Linked DNA regions of Triticum aestivum: region 1 is linked to region 2. Evidence: chromatin contacts called from public Hi-C data. All regions are on one chromosome and are shown on one strand. Each heading gives the region's core, a stretch centred on a gene start, on an enhancer-like site or on the middle of the called end of the contact. The rest is flanking DNA. Distances are from core to core; before and after follow the strand shown.

What was found. A called contact is a pair of places that touch in the nucleus more often than the background predicts.
Region 1: a contact with region 2 is called in a Hi-C map of leaf, with 4 times the contacts expected there. The contact joins the promoter of LOC123091973 here to the enhancer-like site in region 2. A contact is called at or near these places in 2 of 5 Hi-C or Micro-C datasets (both in leaf).

Annotation. Positions count from the first base shown.
Region 1 is chr4B:273,308,385-273,313,806 of IWGSC CS RefSeq v2.1, forward strand. LOC123091973 reads right to left here and starts at 2,437. Exons shown (of 4, transcript XM_044513606.1): 1 at 2,255-2,437. The coding sequence starts at 2,422.
Region 2 is chr4B:273,137,116-273,142,507 of IWGSC CS RefSeq v2.1, forward strand. No RefSeq gene overlaps it. Among protein-coding and RNA genes, the nearest start is that of LOC123091972, 29 kb to the left of the region's middle. Within about 2 kb of position 3,261, at least 6 of the 8 cell types and tissues checked have an H3K27ac peak or open chromatin away from gene starts, as enhancers often do. A contact at or near this core is called in leaf, where this site is marked.

The DNA.
Region 1 (5,422 bases), core at 1,187-3,686, 170 kb after region 2:
GCAGGGAAGCGAGGAAAACCTTAGTCTCCATGCAGGCGAGGCTCCGCTGCGGCGAAGCCTTCGTAGCTCCGAGCACGCGGGCCCTCCGATTCTCTTGTCGCACCCGGGAAACGGACGACGCCGGCCAGACAAACAACAGAATCTGCAGGTCCCACGGGAAGAGATTGAGCGGCGGTTGCGGGAGCCGAGCGCGCGACAAGCAGAGAGCAGCTGCAAGCCGCCGGGAGTAGAGTACGGTGAGGGCCTGCTGTCTGGGCGCGGTGGTGGTTCGCGGAGAGGAGGCAGAGACGGCGAGGCGAGGCGAGGCGAGGCGAGTCGGGCTTTAAAGACACGCACAAGAGAAAGAAAGAAGAGAACGGCGACAGCGACACAGAGATTGGTGGTGTGGTGTGGAAAGGTAGACCAGCAAATTGTTGGCCGGGCTGGGCCGGCGATGGGCCATCTGATTGTTTTTATGCACTCAAAAATAAAGAATATAAAACTTTATTAGCAAAAGAGCCCGTGCGTTGCAACGGGTACAAAATAAATGAACATATAGCTTAGTCTAAGGTGAAGTAGGAAATCAATTGATCATGTTTACGCAGATCACATCTTGAAGGAGAAGTGTTGCTATGACCTATGTCTTTGAAAGGAGACTAATATTTAGTAGGATGGTTTCCGATGTGAAAATGTATGTTTTTTCAAGAATGGCCATTTGTAATTTTAAGTATTTCTACTTTTCTTTTGCTACATTTACAGTTGTTTCAGTGGTAAATTATTTTTCAGATTTGTAAGCAATCCAATATTCCAAAACATGATCAATATTAACAGGATTAATGATGGAATCGTGTATGGCCGTTATGATACATTAATCCCTAAATACAAATACAATGACATAAATGATCTCAAATAATCATATATGAATTAATTAATGATGAATTTGCAAAGATAGGGGTAAGATAACACAAAACATGTTGATGCAGCAATTAGCATGATTTATGCACCAACTAATGCACCACATATTTATGAAGGTCTGAACTCAACAAGAAAATAACTCACTGCCATTGTCACCATGTATTTTGGTCGAGCGATTGTCACCATGATGACCAAAGCTAGTAGTGCTTAGCCATAGCAACTGAGCAGTCATTGATGGTATTTTTCGTGACAGATTGGCAGAGCAAACGTCCAAGTTCGGGAGGACCGTGGCACACCCTGACTATGCGACAAACTGATGATGGACCAAACAAACATGCATGTGAGGTATGTACTCTGTACCAACTTTCGTAGCGATGGCTGGGAAAAAAATAGAAGACGATAGCCTGTCGAGTAAGATGCACATCGTTGAAAATAATCAAGGACGAAGCCAGCAGCAACAGGATCTGGATCAACCTAGACACTGCTTGGGGTGAGAAGCTTTATGTATGTGTCCTCCGTGCAAAAAGATGACGATTATATGCTATGCACAGACAGTAAGCCGTGCCTGTATACACAACCAGTTTTTTTAGGGATATCACAACCACGCATATGTTGAGACTTGCAACTCGGACATCTTAGAACGAAGCTGGACAGATAACAGATTTGCACCAAATATCATCCTAAAGCCCACACGAGAGCCCTTGTCTGCTCCACAAGAAGACGCCGCCTGGCCGACGCAGTACTCCTCTGTCGATCGCACGAGGCAGGTACCCAGCACTGCATGCATGTTTTGTGGCCGGACATTGCGAAGGTGCTGGCCTCTAGAGTCTAGTCCCCGTGGGTTGTGGTCGGGAAGACAATCTGAAGCCCGTCGAGCCAGTCAAATCTCGACGACATTGACTGCGCTAGACTGCCGGAGCACGTCGAGCAAATCGAACATCGTTGACATCGGCCAAATCAAACGTCACCAGCGCCATGAATCCCATGCATATCAATAGATGGGCTCGATTAGCAAGGCCGCCGCCCAGCGCCGGCCAGATTGGTGGCGCCACGATCACGTGCAAGTCACCAGGTTGGCTCAATCAGCAAGCAAGCCCCAACTGTACGAACCTCGATGACATCGACTGCGCTGGACTGCCGGAGCACGTCGAGCAGATCGAACATCGTCGACATCGGCCAAATCGAACGTCAGTAGAGCCATGAATCCCATGCATTTCAACAGATGGGCTCGATTAGCAAGGCCGCCGCCCAGCGCCGGCCAGATCGGTGGCGCCACGATCACGCGCAAGTCACTAGGTTGGCTCGATCAGCAAGCAGGCCCCAACTGTACAGGAAAGGTCGCGTGTTCTGTTTTACTGACCTTTGTGTCACCTGACGATTTGGATGCTCCTCTGCCTCCATGTATCCCCTCCTCTCTCCTCCTGTCTCTGCCTCCATGTATCCCCTCCTCTCTCCTCCTTTCTCTGCCTGAATCGATATTTATGGGAGAGGTTAGGGAAGGCAGCGTAGAATTCTTGTTTGACTCCATCAAGGATCTATATCGTGAGAGGGACCGACAAATTAACCGGGCTAGCTAGGCAGAGGTTTGCGGGCGCAGGCCCACCTTGGGACGACAGCCAGGCCCACGGGGATAGCGGGACGGACCAAAAATACTCGCTAGTGATCGAGGTAGGGCGAGTATCACCTCGCATATGTATTTTAAATTCAAAGTGAAAGCGTAAATTTACGGGAAGAAGCGTATTGTGACGGTAAACCCACGAAGTCAATTCGTGCTTTATTATTAGAAAAAGATCCATCAAATGAGTAATAAATCGTCTACAATAGCTGATGATAAAATAAAGCCCGGCATAACATCATCCCACATTAGGCTCAGACTATCAGCATCCCTTCAACAACTGGATAGAAGTAGCGACAGATGTTGCCTAGACATTGGCTATAATCTTACTGTCATTACTTTGTAAGGTCTTGTGTGAATAATTAATAAAGTAGTTGCATGCATCATCCAGATGCAGAGGCCAAGGGTCTTCCTCCTTTTAGAAAAACATCATCGTCCCACATATTGGATAATCTAGATCTAATATGAGGGCGGCTGAAGCTTGGGGCTCATCATACACCCGTCCATGAAAAGTAAATTCAAACAAAAGTAGCAAACATACATGAAAAAAGTTCACATCCAAAAGGCTTGAATGTGCCAGGGACGTATAAATTTCGGGTGAAATGGCATTCGAGGAGCTTTAGACAAAAATAATGATAATCAACTCCCGAATAAACTTTGTTAAAAGGAAAAGGCACTTTGAAGACTGATATTGCTTCTTTTTGTCTAGAGCTCTTTAAATGTCATTTCACCATGGAAATTTACACACTAGCGCATCCGAGCATCTTGGATGCCCAAAAAATTTAGACTTTTTGAAATGATTTGCTATTTTTTTTCGAATTCAGTGTTCATGGGGAGCAGATGAGCCTGAGCTCGGCAAACATGGTGGACATGACCCTCGCCTTCCCGGAGTCACGGCGAGCCCCTAGATATTGATCGCATCCCCACAGCCCTCTGGAACCCTAAGAATGACAAAGGCCGAGCTGTTCCGTTGCGCGACGACGAACACCGGCGATCACCATGAGTGAGCGAGCCCATGGCCATGTCCTTTTTTCGTCCATAGATGCCTATTTTGAGCCGTTCGTGTGCACACGAAGCCCTGCCAGCGCACGAGTACTTCGGCGAGCACCCAACCGTCGCCTCCGTCACCCTCGACGCACGCCGACGACACCTGCAACTTCGCCGTGCCACGCCGCACTCGTACGTTCCCTTCACCGCGCCCTAGGACCATCGGAATGCCGTCCCCATCTACTCCCAAGTTGTGCACCGCCATAGGCCTCATCTCCGACGACCCTCCGGTGAGCAATTTCCCTCCCCCAAAACCCTAGCTCGAATAAAACACGGACCGCTGGATTCCACTAGATCCAGCAGCACACGGAGCCCCTCACCGTGAAACGGTATCGGCCAATCGCAAGCCGCCATGTGGCCAAGCCTTATCCAAAATAAAAATGGAGTTAAATTAAATCACGGGATAAAATGACACTTTTACAGAAAACCTATTGTAACTTCAAACTATCATAACTTTTATTCTATAAATCCAAATTGAATAATTCTTTTTGCAAAATGATCCTTATGAAATGTACTTTCACCAAGACTAATAAAATTTGGCATTTGAATAGCTTAAACCTGAATTCAAACATAATGAATCTAAACTCAAATAGGCATAACTTGCAATTTATAAATCCAATTGAATTGATTATTTTTGCAGAATAAATCTAGTGAAATGCAGTATCAACTTAGCTCACTATATTTCAAATTTAAATATTTAAAATTTAATTTTAAATATAGTTTAATAGTAACTATAATTCAAATAGTTCTAAACCTGGTTGACTTATTAGCTTAGAATAAAAGGGTTTAATTGAAATGATTATTTTTCAACATAGTTCAGAAAATAAAATATGGACGTTAGTAAATATTTTAGATTATTATTCAACTTTAGAAAGTTTAGGATTAATTAGAACTTAATTTGGATATAACTTTAAAACCATTTAGTTTGAACAAATCCTTTTGCATTAGAATTTAGCAACTTAAATTAAATCTAGTATTTTTTTGGGATTAAACTTGACTTTAGGGATCTAAACTTGACTGAACTTAGTGAGTGACTTTGGATTTAAACTTGACTTAGGTCAAACTTGAACAATGTTAAAATAATAACTTGAATTAGAATAAATAAACTTTAGTAATTATGTTGGATTCGTAATTAGGAGAGTAATAAATATGAATTGAATTTAGTTTGAACCTAAAGGAAACTTGAAGGTCATTTAAATAAACCAAATAAAATGAAATGGTTTACTAATGAATTTATGAACTAACCATAATCAATTATGAATTATTTTGAACTTGAAACATAGACAACGTAGTGTGTATTCCAAACTCATGAAAGCCCAACAAGTTTGGATTGACATTCAAACTTAAACATGAACTTGGTTATCCATTGTTCGTACACCATGACTCCAGTTGCAAGATTCTTTTGAATGAGTCTGGCAACCAAAACTTGGCATCACATATTCCTTATGTGATGAACCCCTCAAAATTGAAACTTGCATGTGAAACATTACATCACATGTATTTCAATTAACAACCACTATGTTGTTTCCGAAACTCTTATGAGTTAACCCATGACACATGTGACGGAGTCCAATACAGCGGATCTCGGGTAGGGGTGATACATCTCTGTCGTATGTACTTTTTCTAACGCTTTTGCTCTTGTTTTGGACTCTAATTTGCATGATTTGAATGAAACTAACCCGGACTGACGTTGTTTTCAGCAGAACTACCATGGTGTTGTTTTTTTTGTGCAGAAATAGAAGTACTCGGAATGGAACAAAACTTTTTGGAGAATTATTTCAGAATATATAAAAAATACTGGAGCTAAGAACCATCGGAGGGGGGCCCTGGGTGGGAACAACCCACCAGGGTGCGCCCACGCTCCAG
Region 2 (5,392 bases), core at 2,011-4,510:
AAAAACATTCCCCACTGAAAGCATTGGAATAAATCATATAATAACCAGTACTAGATTTTTTAGCCTCTGCCTCTGCTACTGAAATTGAAACTTGAAAATGAAATTGAATTGAATTGGAGTATTAAATCACAGTTTTTTAGTCCCCATTTTTGAACCTATGCTAATCCTGCAAGCAGTATAACACCAGGCAATGTACTCCAAATACTATAAGAACTGGAGTAAAAGATGACACAGAATATAAGAAGTACTCCTGCATATCACACCAATGATAGGTCTAATTTATGTTACTCAATGAAAGTAGAAGAAAAATGTTTCAGAGAAAAATGTTACCGAAGGTAAACCTAGAAAATGAGTTATATCTAGGACAGGCCAGTGCAATTATGCCTTCATTTCAGAGAAATCCAGTTAAAATGACAGGTGTACATCAATATTTTAAATAGCACGCTATTTCATCGTTATAACGCGGTTATAGCATATTTAAAAGGGAGACGTTACGTTTTGGCAAAATCAGACGCTACGGCGCTAATCGCGTAATTAGCGCGCTACACACGCTATAACGTTGTAACATTATAACGTTATAACATGCAGACCATGCAAAACTGAAATAAGCACAGCCCAACAGGCCCAGCAGGCCAAAACCAACCCACGACCACTAGCTTTCTCACTCCTTTTATCAGATTCTCCCACTAGCTTTCTCACTCCTTTTATCAGATGCATATATTGCTTGCTCCTATGAAAAATTTAGTTGCTTAAATACTTTATTTGTAGATATTTTGATTTTTTTTTGTAAACGCTATTTTGAAATATAGCACGCTATTAGCGCGCTATAACTTGTGTAGCATTTAGAGAAGGGCCTCGCTATATTTTGTAGCGCGCTATTTAAAATATTGATGTACATGCTGTAAGATTTAATTAAGATTACACTGTCACTGCTATACAAGGCTGAATCTTAGTGTCAGTTATCCAGGATTTAACTAAGATTTAATTATACACTGTCAATTTCAATGATTTAATTAAACATACTATATGCAATTCAGCACAAACGTTTGATTATCCCACTCTACTTACTGTCAATTGGCAGGAGTATAACTGTCAATTGTCCAGGGCTGAGTCTTAAAATGACAGGAGTATGTTAATTATTCAGGGCTGAATCTTAACACTGTATTTGATCATGTCACTCCACTTACTGTCAATTGTACTCTATGCAGTTCAGCACAAACATTTCAACACTGCAACGTTTGTATGCAAGAATAAATTGATGTTTCTAGGACACCACCAGAATAAATTGAAACAAGATAGCATTCATTAGGTTCTGAAATGAAAAAGATTTCTACTGTCTGTGGGAGTATAATGCAACAAGCGGATGTTTTTAGAGTAAAGCAACATATACTGCGACAACAATCTATACACATGAGTGAAGAACAAGTTCTGAGCATGACTGAATTTAGGAGCATCTCTGAATTTAACTGAATTAAGATCTGACTACAAAGACAACAGAAATTTCGTAGAGTATGAAAATAAAACCAGGCACTGACTGCTTACCAGCGAACAGGATTTTCCAACTCAACTATAGGCTTCATAGTCAATGGGCATATACTATATTTAGGATGTTGTCAGGTTTGGATGTTGTTCTGGGTGCTGGTCATAACAAGTTCCTCTTGTTCGTCACCAGGCATCGGTTGACCTGCATGGTGAACCTCCTGCAGAGACAGAGCACAAGCACACAAAAGGCCAGGCACTTTGGGATCACACAGACACATTCTTCAGCATCTTTGGTTAAACAGCTTCTGTGCGCATCTTTGGTTAAGGAACTCAGCACCTAGCAAATGCATCTACAGCACACAATTGCAGATAATCTTCTCAACAATCAGAAACAAGAGTCTCTGAAGCACATACCCAAACAGCCTCTTTGAACTGCCGTATGAGCTGGTCCTTGTGTCCCGACGATCAGCTTTCTGAAATCAGTCCCCTTGACCTTCTCGACCTTCGTATCGATCAGCTTTCTGAAATCAGTCGCCTTCCCAAACCAACAGAGTGCAGACAGTTAGCAACACGGCCCGCACCTGGTCAGACGGCTGGTACGCCCCGGGCACATTCTTCACCGCCTCGGCGAGGTACGCGCAGTCCTCGTACGAGGCCACGAGCTCCTGCACCGCATCCTCGAGCTGCTTCACCTGCAGAAATCCACCGGCACCAGGAGGATCTGGGAGGGAGAGAGGATGCGGTCTCCCCTGAAGCTAGCGGCTACCGGCGCCAGGAGCTTGGCGGCGGTGAAGGCCTCGCATCGATGGAATCCGTCGCTGGCTTGAACTCAAAGGTCGAATCTTGAACTCCGTCGTCGCGGGAAGGAGGAGAGGAGCGCGGCGAGGCCACCGAAGATGGAGGAGGAGAGCACGGCGACACGATAGAAGGTGGGGAGGGGAGGGGGAGGGAGGAGAGCGCGGCAGCAGCGCGGCGGCGAGCCAGCGGAGAGCACCGAGCGGACCGCGGCGGCCAGCCGGAGAAGAGAGTGAGGGCGAGGACCGCGGGTTCGGTCGGAAATAGATGGAGGGAGTTTTCGCAAAAACAACGTCGCGACATCTAAATCCGAACGGAGGGAGTACATGCAGAAAAGCAGTAGAACGGGGCGCATATCCTGCGCAGTGCAGCCATGCTGGCTCAGTCAGCTGGGATGGTAATTTTGCTAATCTTTATGACATGCATCAACTGCAGTTGCTCCCGAGGCGGTGGACTAGGACAGCCCCTGTACATTGTGTCTTGTCCGGAGATATCAGAAGAAATGAGATATCAGAAGAAATGAAAAAATCTCTGAAAGAGGCTCTCACTCCGCTTTATAACCAACTAGTACATATGCCCGTGTGTTGCAACGAGGAAATAAATAAATGTGTCCATCAAAACACCCATCGGTGGCATGACAACATCCTGGGAGGCAGGTCCTGGGAGGCAGGTAGGCGCATGCCGAGGTGTCGAAGAAATACATATCATGTTTTAGTCTCCATTAACCATGGTGAATGGATGTCATGCCCACTGAATGAGTAGGAATGTTGCATGGTCATTCTTTTTTAATCATTGCATGCAAAATTTAATGCATTTATAATCTAAACAGATGAGTGAAAGAAATAAAAGTAGGACTAACAAACAAAAAGGATAATGAGATAAAAGTCAACAAACCGGAATGAGGAAGAGCATATATGTATCATACCTGACTCCCCAACGCTTGCTTTAATTGAAAAGGAAGAGAGGGAGCCCATCAGTCAGCGCAGCCCAACATCATCGGGCCCAACCTAACTTTCCATTTCGAGGTCGGCCCACCTACTCCCGTTAACCTAGCAGCCAGGGAGACCTATCCCCACAATTGCCCCATCGATCCCCTCGTCTCCCTCCACCGCTGCCCCACGCCGGCCTCGACCCTCACCTTCCTCCGCACGCGCCGGTGACTGCCGGCGCCGCCGGGAAGCCAAGCAGATGAGCACGCCCCCTGCCCGTTCTCCGCTCCTCTCCTTACTCCTTCTCACTTCTCTCAGCAGGAGCTCGCCATGGACGCCTCTGCCTCGCACTACCCACCGGATCTGGTTCTCCATGTCGAGATCCGCCCGTTCCCTTCTTTGATCGATTCGTGTCTGCCTCATCCTCCTGACCTCTGCTTGCGGATTAGTTTGGTCGCTTGTTGAAATCATTAGTTTGTATGTATATGAACTGGTTAGATTGGGTGTAAATTCACGATGTGGGATTATTATTAGTCAAACAAGCACAAGGCGACGTATAATTCTTTGTGGAGAAACAGTCGAATTGCTTTTACTCACTTTTGGACGGTGTGTTTATTTTCATAAAAGTCAAGTGGTTTTCTATAAAAACATCCGCGATGGTGAACCCCACATAAGCAATAGCCGCTCTATTAGAGCATCTCCAATAGCATGTGTATATTTGGATGTCTATATATTCATATAGACAATGGTCTAAAAAGATTCCTTCATATACACATCTAATTTTGCATCAGAACGTCTATGTACAAGGACCATGACAGGTGGGCCGTTGCCGGGGAGAGGAAGAAATCATGATTACAGCTGAGTTTAGACAACGCCTTCATATTGTCTAGGCGTGGACATTGTCGAGGTCGATTTAGAGGATGCGTATATTTGGACGACCATATAGACAAGCTGTTGAACGCCTGTTTTGGGTCCACCTCGTGGAAAACGAGTATAGACATCTATATAGACAAGCTATTGGAGATGCTCTTAGTAGGTAAAAAAGTACATGGCGAAACAATAAGTAGTGAGAAAACTCTTTTACACGACAGATCCTGGGATTATCGGATAACACAAATGCACACCACTATGTCGTTGAGAAATAATACAGGCAGGTTTGAATACAATGCTCACACCCAGGGCAATTTGTCGTTTCTTGTCCTACACTTCCTACGAAGTATTTGTAACGCCTTAGATTTAATCGTACATTAATTATACACGCTCTTATGAAGTATTTGTGACGCCTCAGATTTAATCGCACACGCCTTAGATTTAATCATATACTAATTATACACAAACATGTACGATCAAAATAAGGGACCCATGGAAAGATATCATAGGACAACTCTAAATACAAATTAAAGTCATACAAGCTTTATACTACAAGGCAGGGGCCTCGAGGGCTCGAATACATAAGCTCGAATATAAACAATTCAGCGGAAGTAACAATATCTGAGTACAGATATAAGTTAAACAAGTTGTCATAAGATGGCTAGCACAAACGGGGATACAGATCGAAGAGGCGCAAGCCTCTTGCCTGGGATCCTCCTAAACTACTCTTGTCATCGTCAACGGTGGCATCTCCTGGGCTCCACCATCTGGTTGCAGCATCCGAGAAGAACGGAAAGGGGGAAAAAGAGGGAGCAAAGCAATCGGAAGTACTCATCCAAAGTACTCGCAAGTAAGGATCTACACTACATATGCATTGATATCAATGAAAGGGGTAATATCTATGGACTAAACTACAGAATGACAGAATAAAGGGGGAGAAGCTAGTCCTACGAAAGATTATGCTTCTGGCAGCCTCCATCTTGAAGTATATAGAAGAGAGTAGCTGGTATAGTAACAAGTAATATCGTATAGCGTAACCTACCCCGCGATCCTCCCCTCGCCGCCCTGTGGGAGAGTGATCACCGGGTTGTCTCTGGAACTTATCTGAGTGTGTTCTATTAAGTATCCGGTTCTAGTTGTCAGAGGTCGGAATACAACTCCAAGTCGTCCTGTTGCTGTTGACATGGCTATTCGAATAGATAAACTTCCCTGCAGGGGTGCACCGCATTACCCGACACGCTCGATCCATCTGGCCAGGCACACTTTCCTGGGTCATGTCCGGCCCCCGAAGATCATCACGTTGTAGCTCTACCTAG